Regions from separate parts of the Mus musculus genome. Here all the other regions are linked to region 3. The links are chromatin contacts, called in public HiChIP or PLAC-seq maps. All regions are on one chromosome and are shown on one strand. The core of a region is the stretch at or near the end of the contact, and the rest is flanking DNA. Distances in the headings are between cores, read along the strand shown. Region 1 overlaps Anxa3 (annexin A3). Region 2 has its middle 23 kb from the start of Gm33100. Region 3 overlaps Bmp2k (BMP2 inducible kinase).

Region 1 (3,426 bases), core at 861-3,360, 210 kb before region 3:
GTAACCTCGTGGTATAGAATCACACAAATTGAACTTCATAAGAATGTAGAACCTAGTTCCTGGTTCCTAAAAATAAAATTCAGTATATCTGAAATAGATCCAGGACATGGTCACATGCATTCTAAAGTGTCGCTTCAGGAGATACTAAGGCATGATTCCAGAAATGCAGGGGTGATTTAGAGCAGCACAGACTGCATTCAAAGGCAGATCTGTGGCTCAGCTAGCTGAGTGGATGAAAGTTTACACAGAGTCAATCTGCAGACTGCAGTAGGTTGTAGTTAACATATGCAAGGTGCCTAGCATGGGGGCACCTAATGGGTCCTTCCAGAGCATCAAATGGAGGGGGTAGGTGGATAAGGGAAGGGTGAGAACTCAGAGGTGGGAGTGGATAGTAATGAAGTCAGTTGTCTCTGCCAGTTTATAAAGCTTATTAAGCCTTGAACTCCAAAGAATTATGTTAAAGCGACTGATTAAGTCACTTCCATTGTCTTTAGACCTGGCACATTCTAGCTTGTTAGTTTTCATTTTTTCCTTTGGAGTGCTTTAAACAATGTTTGACAACATTGAAACAAATTGTTCCATCTCATCTATTGAGTCAGCAGACTCTCGTCTCTACCGTGCCAGTACATTAATTTTCCATTCACTTTAATGTGACAAGATAATGTCCTTTCATGAAAATAGACACTTCAGAAGAGCGTAGATGTGACCATATTAATTCACAACAACACCATCAATACCATTCAATAACAGGGTAGAAAGTCCCCGTTTAAAAAGAGAATGTCAGATGTTACTGGGATTGGTGCAGATTTTTATTTGAAAGGTCAGAATATACTATATGAGGACATGGTGACTTTGAAGATCTTCAGCATCCTTTTGGCTGTCATGTAGTTCTTCAGCAATTTCAGAATATTTTATTCTTTTGCAATATGGTCTTTCTTAGCTCACTGTCGTGTTTCTAATTTAAGTGCTTAAAATTAGTAATGTAGCTATTTAAAAAAATATATACTCTATGCTATTCTTGAAGCTCCAAGATGTCAGCAGAGTTCTCAGACAAGAATCTTGGGGCAACCATCACATGTCCATCAAGCAGAACATAAAAGACAACAGTCTTGATAGCATTTTTGTTTATTAATTCTTTAGAGTAGGGTTCCCCAAGCACAGTGGTCAACATCAGTTTACACATCCCAGCATCTCCAGTCCACAGCTGCTCACATCCTCAATGTGAGATGTGATTGGCAGCTTACTCAGAAGCCTCACTGGGGAATACGGTGGATGAAGAGAATTTAAGTTTTCTTATATTTTATATCTATATGTAGGAACTTTAAATCCTGCAGTCTTCAGAGTCTCTGATGTTGAAACAGCTCATTGCCCTAGAGGAACAATGTTTTATATGTGCAGTTTGTCCCACCTTGGGGGCCTCTTTCTACGTGTAGTACAAGTATGTCTAGGGATGGGAGATCTTGCACTATGCCAGGAACAGCAAGAACCCGGGCTGCCACAGGTCTCGCCCATGCTTATGCCCTACTGGACTGGGAAGATGGCTCAGCAGTTAAGAGCACTTGCTGCTTTTCCAGAGGGCTTGGAAGTTCTGCTCTGTGCTCCTAACAACTTAAAAAGCTTTTGCTCCAGGTATTTAGTATGCAAATTCAGAGCCTCAGGGATCCTTTCTGGAACTGTGCCAGTGCACTGAGCTCAGACAGGATCCTCTGAGCATGCTGCCTGTGGGCTGTATGCAAGCCTGGTTCAGTGAGCCCTCATTTAGTCACACACAGAGTCGACAGAAGGCAGTGGAATTAAAAAAAAAAAAAAACATAAACGCCTTTATACAATTTCATCAATGACCATGTGAGATACACATTTAGTCTATACGTAACTCTAGTATAAATAAAAATGTGGCTTTGAACTAGCAGAACTTTCCTTCTAGGTTGGACCTCGAGGAACCATAAAAGATTATCCAGGCTTTAGCCCGTCGGTGGATGCCGAAGCTATCCGGAAAGCGATCAGAGGACTTGGTGAGTGGAGCTTTTCAGCTCCTCCTGTATGGCTGGTAAGACCAGCCAGGAAAGTTCCTGTCTAAAAAGCCGGTTGGCCCAATTTGGATCCTGAATTAGAGAAGTTGTCAGGGGATATTTTAAAGTGTGAAGCAATGAAGAAGAGCATGAGAGCTGAGTCTCTCAGTACATAAAGCATTTGTAATGTTTGCTCGATTAAATCCTACCAGCACCACAACAGCTCCTTCAACTGCTTATCACCATCATGATCACAAACCATGATGGATTCGGTCCAGAACAGTCTTCCCAGGTTCTATTTCACCCCATTACCTAGAGAAAATCATCTTTCTAAATTAGACTTTACACTTCCAGTACCACAGCTACATGCCTAAGTACGTACTAGTTTCTATAGTTTCAACCGGTAAAACCAGAGAAGTGCACCATCCGTTCTTTGACCGACTGTTTTTACCTCTTTTTTTTTTTTTTAAGATTTATTTATTTATTTATTTATTTATTTATTTATTTATTTATTTATTATATGTAAGTACACTGTAGCTGTCTTCAGACGCACCAGAAGAGGGCATCAGATCTCTGTTACAGGTGGTTGTGAGCCATCATGTGGTTGCTGGGATTTGAACTTCGGACCTTTGGAAGAGCAGTCGGGTGCTCTTACCCCCTGAGCCATCTCACCAGCCCCTGTTTTTACCTCTTAACGTAATGTTTTTGAGATTTATTCATGTTGATAAGTTTGGCTCTGGGTCATTAATTTTAACTTCACAGTAGTCTATTGTATATTATATCATAAACTGGAAATGTTGATGAAACATTCAAATTGCCTATAACTCTTTTCTATTACAGTGCAAAAGTCCTTGGTGAATGCTCCCGCTTAGACTTCACTGTGCACAGTTGCTAGTATTTCTCTAGGACAGGACAGGAGTTGTGAGTTCTGGGTGGAGATGGCCAGAATTCTTATTTTTAAACTAGAAATTTTGCCAAATCGCTCTCTGGCGTGATTATCAAAATTAGTAGTACTCTTGGGCCTGGAGATAAACTTTTCTAAGTAAAATCTCAAGCCACAGAAACATCCTCCTCCGCTTAGTCCATCTCCTGGACAATGTTTGCATCTCCCCTCCCCCACCCTACCCCTGCCACAGGAAAGTATCATGCTAACATTTTAACACTATCACCCAGTTTTAACATTAACAAAAACAAGCTTAGTAATATTTTCCCTAGGATTCACATCTACTGTACCATTTTAATCGTAAAGTCATAAAGCCCTTCTGCATTTCCCTCCCAGGTTTAGAAGTCCTGCTTTTTTCCTGTTTACTTGATCATCAGTCTACAAGGGGTTGACATATGGGAGGAGCACTTAGAGATATCCACCTATTTGATCTCTAATGAACATTTAATTGTCTCAGCACAGTTCTTCATGTTC
Region 2 (3,283 bases), core at 543-3,042, 170 kb before region 3:
CAATCTGGAAGGAGCCCTGGCCTTGTAATATGGTGAACGTTAGAAGGCAGGAGACTCTAGATCAAGAATATACTTGGTCTGGAGATTAGGTGCTTCAAAAATGGCAAATGAAGATACTGGATAGAAGGTTCTCAAAGAACCTACTCGTGCTTTTGAAGGAAATGTTTAGGGTAATGTGATCCAGAATTTACTTCTGTATATTTTCTGCTGTCCATTTTCATATCATTTGCATGCCATGTTGATAGCCTCCAATTTCTGCATCTGAATTGTCTTGAATGCATTGGGTTTGGAATCAGATCAGTCTGGGCTCAGATCTTGGCTTTCTACTTAACTACAACAACGTGTATGTAAATCAGTATGTAATTGGCAAATACTCCTCTCTTTGCAACCTGATACTTCAGCTACAAGTAAGTCCTTACCCAAAAGAGTTATGAATATTTAATGACATGAAGAGTATTAGAAAGTTAACTCAATAAAATTCAATTAGTGGAGAAAGACATAAAATCATTTGCCCTGCCATACTAACCTGAGGTGGCCAGAAGAAAGATACCTAAGCAACTACCTAGGGCATCACTACCACAAATGAATGTGTGATGGAGAGATGGGAAGATGGAGTTTGTGGTGGTGAGATAGAGGAAAAAGCAAAGCCAAGGGGTTTGTATACTATGGAGAAATATGGAACTGGAGACTGAACAGCAGCAAGATGAGGAGGCCATGGTGGTCTCCACATGGTCTTAGCCCAGGTCTCTGCCACAAAAGGCCATGTCTGGATTCATGATGCAGCTAGGGTCTGTGTCATTGTCTGTGGCCTGAGTTACCACCAAAGGTGAAAACCATGTGGATGTCTGAGGGTGTGCTGGCATGGGGGTGAAGGGGATGATGTACTGATCTGAATAGCGCATCACCTGAGGCCATGGGACATCCAGGCCCAGGTTGTTGCTAGGGATCATGTCTGGGTTCATGGTCCTAGGGCATCATGGGTCTGTGTTGATGTCCCTTGGGCATGCAAGCGCTGGCTGGCTCTATACCTTGTGGGAGATGTTCTCCCCTTCCTTACCTCTTTCCAGCCTTGGCCCTGAGGTTATGAGAGCAGAAGAGCTGTCTCTGCCCCTCACTGATTGTAGCACTAAGGAGTGTGGGCTCTACACCTTGCCAGAGCAGCACAGTACAGCTGACTCTGGTGGCAGGGGTGCAGATGAGCCAGGCCCAAGAACATGAGAGCAGGAGATTTGACCCTGCCCCTCGCTGAATGCAGCATTAAGTGAGCTAGCCTGGGAACTACTGGAGAGCTTGCCCCAATGGTATGGGCCTAGGAAGACTAACCAAATCATCTACCTCCCAGGCCCAGATCCAGAACCAAATAGGGCTTTGAGTTGTCCTACCCCAACATCTACCCCATCTATGATCTGCTAGAGCATGTGAAAGGGCTGGACCAGCAGAGGCAAAGCTAGAGCATCTCCATGATACAGGACAACAACAGGATATCTGAGAGGGGTGAAGACCCAGTATTGATAGTGTAACAGAAGCCAGAAGCCTCAAACCAGACTAATGATTCATTGCCATAAACATTTGCAAGTAAAGATGTGTGACAGAAGGATACACTGTGTGACACACAGTGACACACGACAGATGTTTTGTTTTTTTGGTTGGTTGGTTGGTTGGTTGGTTTGATTTTTTACTTTTATTTTTTATTTTCTTTAGGGAAGAGGTTACAAGGGTGGAGCGCGAGGGCAAAGACATGAGTGGGATAGGGGAACATGATGTGCAAGAGGTTTCAGAAACCTTACTTAGTAGTCTGGGGACATGACTCAGTGGGTAAAGTCGCTGTCTGGTGAGCAGAAGCCCTGGAGTTTAGTTCCTAGTACTATGTAAATCAGCAGGAAGTGTTCAGCAAACAACTGAAGAAAAAAAATAAATACAATTTATTTTAGTCTCTCAGTAAAATATCTCTAAATCTTTGGGGGACGTCTTTGGGGAAATATCTCTTTCATAAAGGGAATCAAACACGTATAGTTTCATGATTACCGGACTGGACAACAGATTCACGCTCAAGCCAGGACAGCACAGGTTTCTATTGTTGCAGATAGCTGTGTGGTTCTGGTAAGTCAGTGTAGCTGCACACTTGACCCAGTGCCTTCACCCTGTAAAGTGCTCCATAAGTGCTAGCCATTGTTCTCTGGCTCCATTTGGAAAACTTACAATGGCTTGTACTCATTCATTTGGGGGATGTAGGATGCTGTGAAGTTCTCTTGAGTTTGCAATTCTGAGAGAAGATAAAAGTTGACCTCCTGGTAATTCCCCTCCTGCAAGCCTTGCTTTATGAAGCACGGAAAGTACCCCCAAATTTCTTTTCAAAACTACCCAGTTAGTGAGTAGACTCAGACCCTCCCACTCACTCTCTCAACATCTCCTCTAGTCCCTGAGAACCAAGTGAGATTGGTGACTTTGTACTTAAGTCACTTTGCTGCTCTGTTGTTTCTTCCAGTTAAAGTAAGTCTTTCCTGATGACATCTTCTCCGCCATGAGTAGCCCTGCTTAGAGACTACAGTCTGCGTGTTCTTCCATCACCTTTTCAATGTCAAAGAGGGAGAGTTTCAAAGAAGGGCAGTTACCCAATAGCACTAATGTTAAATGGCTGCTGTGTGTTGGGCTAATCTTGTGTGCACTGTGTCAAGGTTACCTTTGTATTATTCAAGTGCTGATTCTGTATGGGCAGAGATTTGAACACCGGAAGGCTTTATATTGTTATTTTTATGACATATCACCTATCTCTGTGTTATGTAAACATCTTCTCCATCGCCTTCTGACTGGTTTACTAAATGGTAGAGCAGCCTATAGCAAAGCAGGAGAGGAAAGTTGTAACTTCCGGGTAGAGATGGGAATTCTGGAAACACACACACACACACACACACACACACACACACACACACACACACACACGGGAAGGTGCTGGAACTGAAGGAGAAGTAACTAATGAGCCACATGGCAGAATTTAGATCCGAATAAATGGGTTAATTAAGTTATACAAGCTAGTTGGGAAATAGCCTGAGCTAAGGCCTGAGCTATCATAAATAATAATTGTCTCTGTGCCATTACTGGGTGGCTGGTGGGTCTGAGGCAGTCTGGGCAATAGCTGCAGTATGCTTGAAAAGGAAATGCCAGACTTCAACCCAAGCCAGCCAAACAATTCATCCAAACCACACTGTGCACACAGGAAAACTGGTTGTCTGCACCTCCTTCCAGTCTCTCTGGGTGCAACTCTAAGAGGGTGAAAAGAGCCACA
Region 3 (3,039 bases), core at 142-2,641:
CCAGAACATAATTTGCTGTTTGATATGAGGGGAGTACTCTGGGGCTTATCCCAACTATGGGTGGATCCTGTTAGAATTGAAAGGAATTGCTTAGACCAAATATTGCTGAAACAAACAACCAGGAGAAAAGAATTGTTTTTACATTGAGGAGAACTTCTACTGATTGAAAGGAAAGGAAAAGTCTTAGGGAGAGAGAGAGATCCCAAGGACATGCAGTTGATCCATGGCAGAGGCCCACAAACTCAGGTAAAGATGCTTAAAGTGAGGGCTGGTGGCTCTCAGAGACAAATAGCAAACTGAGAGGCATTTCCTGTCAAATTCACAACACTTTCAGTGCTGTGGAGGTCTCCTGAGGGTGAAAGAAACCTGGCTGAGTTGCTTGCAACTAGAAGTTTCTTTGACATTTTAGCTAGTTGTTGAAAGCATTGAATTTGAATTTGAAGTCTGTTTTCCCTTTACTGACTTAGCTTGGGGAGCTTTTCTGTAGAAACAAAAGTTCCAGCCCTTAGGAATGTTGTGTTTCACTTCCCAGTACCAAGAAACAAACAAAACCAAAACCAGTTAGAACTGAGCTATCCCAGAAAGAAGTACAGCAACAGGAGGGCATTTAATGCAACATCATCAGAAATAACAACAAACAACCACACTCCCCAAGACACAGGTCACCTGAATGGCTTTTGTTATGTGATGGATTATATGTGCATATATGGTATAGTAATAGAATAGCTACTCGTTAAATCCTGCAGGGTGGCTCGATAGGTGCCAGCGTGCTTTTGCGGCTGCTGTGGTATCATTCTGTTAATGGTGGTTGTGGAAGAAGGCTGACCCTAAGACACATATGGTTGAGGGCTTTTCAGTATGATGGGACCCTTTGCCTAGTTCTGCTTGAACCATAGCCTTATGGTGCTGGATACTCAGTGGTCACCAAAGGTCGTCCTGAGATAGTGGCTCCATGTTGTATTATGCCAATGAAAATTTAAAAATGCCAACTCTGGTGAGAATATGCAAAGTGGAAGCAAGCTTTGTTTATAGAACACCGAGAGATTGAGACATAGTGAGAAGCTAAAGAAAAGAGAGAGACTCCTGAGAGATTGAGGAGTTTCCAAGAGAGGAAAAGGCTACTGAACTGCTCTGTTTAAGGTTTTTGTGGGAAAACTGGACAAGAGTGGAGGCAAGCTCTGTTGGGATTAGTTAACTCTCTGGGCTAACAGGGACTGAACCAAGAGAAGGCTGCATGCTCTGTGCTCTGTGTGTCCCTTTACTTAGCCCAGTCAGGGAGATGGCTGTGCATGTGCCTTGTTTCTGTGTCCTCTGCCCAATTCGGGGTGGCTGAAGCTGCCTCTGTCCTTCTCTGACTCAAGCTTTGTTGCTCCTGACCTTGACTTTGTGCTGTGAGTCACTTGGGCAACATTTGGATTTCCAGCCTTGTATCTCAAGGTTGTGCCTTAGACTGTCTCGTTGCTCTCACGCTCATGTGACTAGGCATGTTGCTCCTCGATGGTGCAGTGTCGCCTCTCTCCCAGCCACCACCATGTAGTTCTCTTGGTTACCCCATATTTAGCTTCCTGTCTAGAGGTGGTCTAACGTGGTCTCTTAGGTGGAAGCTTCTTGTTAGAAGTGGTCTTAGAACTTAGAAGAGAAGGACACTATCTTAGCTAGGGTTAGTGTGGTGATGAAACACCATGATCAAAAGCAACTTGGGTAGGAAAGTATTTAAGTTAGGTTTTCACATCATAGTCCATCATTGAAGGAAGGCAGGACAGGAACTCAAAACAGAGCAGGAACCTTGGAGGCAGGAGCTGAAGCAGAGGCCATGGAGCGGGGCTGCTTACTGGCTTGCTCCTCATGATTTGTACAGCTTGCTTTCTTATAGAATCCAGGACCACCAGCCCAAGTATGGCACCACCCACAACTGGGCTGGGCTCTCCCCTATCGATCACTAGTTAAGAAAATGTCTACAAGCTTACCCGAAGCCTGATCTTATGGAGTCATTGTCTCAATTGAGGCGTCCTCTTCTGTGATGACTGTAGCTGTGTCAACTTGACATAAAGCTGCCAGCACAGACACTTGCACCTTATGTGCCTCTAGGGCTTTGTGGTGGCCATCTGTCCAGCTGCCAGTGGCCCAGAGCCCTGGCCACTTCTCACCTGTCCAACTTGATTACGTCATACTCAATTCCAAGCCTCTGATTCGTCACCTCAGTGTGTCAGATGCTGCTGTTGCAACTCTGTCTTCTCTTTAACCAGCCTCTGTTTTCACTGTAGCAGTGTGAGCAGCTTACAGTGTTCGCCATGGTCCTTTCTACTACCAATGAAGAGCTAGCTCATACATGCATGGGAACACTCGTTAGAACAAGCAAACAAACGAAACTCATGTGTTTGTGTAATAGCTTGTAAAACCTAGGTAGAATTATCTACCAAAGCCTATCATCATTTAATTTTATGATCTTGTGTGTGCGAATAGTGGGGAGAGGGGAGGGAACACCTCAGTTCAGTGTTACATAAATTGTTTCATACAAGAACCCTGAGAGAGCGAGGTTTTTCTCTAGAGTGTAGATCTAAGAAGGGAAGTGACTCTGGGTTAATAAAGTCAGCAGTCGCTTTCACTGACACATGTACTTAGGCCAGTGTACCCTTATTCTCCTGTCAGGTCTGTATCCCTTGCAGATTCTCTTGTGCATTTTGAAAACATCTAGAGTGTCTCATATTTTCCAATAATAGCACAAGTTTAACAGTCATGCCTTTAACGTTTTAACAAAATCAACATGCCTATAAGAAAAACATGTTACAGAATGTTCTATACCAGAAAGGAGTCTTAAATGAATGTGAGACTCTTATCTTAGATTTGATAAAATAATTGATTTTTTAATAGCACTATCTATGTATTTCAAATGAACTACTTTCTCAGATGCAGTAAAGAGAATGTCTCAGTAACTGGAGTAGGTAAAGAAAGCATTTACTGTCTCTCACTTGAGTTCTGGAGGGAGGTTTGCTAATTCAGTGGTCCACCTGTCCTGAGCCATTTTCTTTCTAATCGCCA

Evidence for each region. HiChIP or PLAC-seq counts read pairs in DNA pulled down with a chosen protein or histone mark.
Region 1: a contact with region 3 is called in an H3K27ac HiChIP or PLAC-seq map of microglia, with 4 times the contacts expected there. The contact joins two enhancer-like sites. A contact is called at or near these places in 2 of 484 Hi-C or Micro-C datasets (bone marrow-derived macrophages and granulosa cells), 2 of 115 datasets of contacts at active chromatin or transcription factors (epiblast stem cells and microglia) and 2 of 9 other capture datasets (adipose tissue and liver).
Region 2: an H3K27ac HiChIP or PLAC-seq map of microglia shows a contact between it and region 3, with 4 times the contacts expected there. The contact joins two enhancer-like sites. A contact is called at or near these places in 7 of 484 Hi-C or Micro-C datasets (the G1E-ER4 cell line, Sertoli cells, bone marrow-derived macrophages and 3 more), 6 of 115 datasets of contacts at active chromatin or transcription factors (Th17 cells, cardiomyocytes, double positive thymocytes and 3 more) and 2 of 9 other capture datasets (adipose tissue and liver).

What each region holds. Positions count from the first base shown.
Region 1 is chr5:96,809,126-96,812,551 of GRCm38.p6, forward strand. Anxa3 (annexin A3) reads left to right here. Exons shown (of 13, transcript NM_013470.2): 3 at 1,925-2,012. Among named protein-coding and RNA genes, the nearest start is that of Anxa3, 17 kb to the left of the region's middle. Within about 2 kb of position 2,111, at least 6 of the 459 cell types and tissues checked have an H3K27ac peak or open chromatin away from gene starts, as enhancers often do. A contact at or near this core is called in microglia, where this site is marked.
Region 2 is chr5:96,854,994-96,858,276 of GRCm38.p6, forward strand. No RefSeq gene overlaps it. Among named protein-coding and RNA genes, the nearest start is that of Gm33100, 23 kb to the right of the region's middle. Within about 2 kb of position 1,793, at least 20 of the 459 cell types and tissues checked have an H3K27ac peak or open chromatin away from gene starts, as enhancers often do. A contact at or near this core is called in microglia, where this site is marked.
Region 3 is chr5:97,023,655-97,026,693 of GRCm38.p6, forward strand. The region is part of intron 1 of Bmp2k (BMP2 inducible kinase); the gene reads left to right. Among named protein-coding and RNA genes, the nearest start is that of Bmp2k, 27 kb to the left of the region's middle. Within about 2 kb of position 1,392, at least 40 of the 459 cell types and tissues checked have an H3K27ac peak or open chromatin away from gene starts, as enhancers often do. A contact at or near this core is called in microglia, where this site is marked.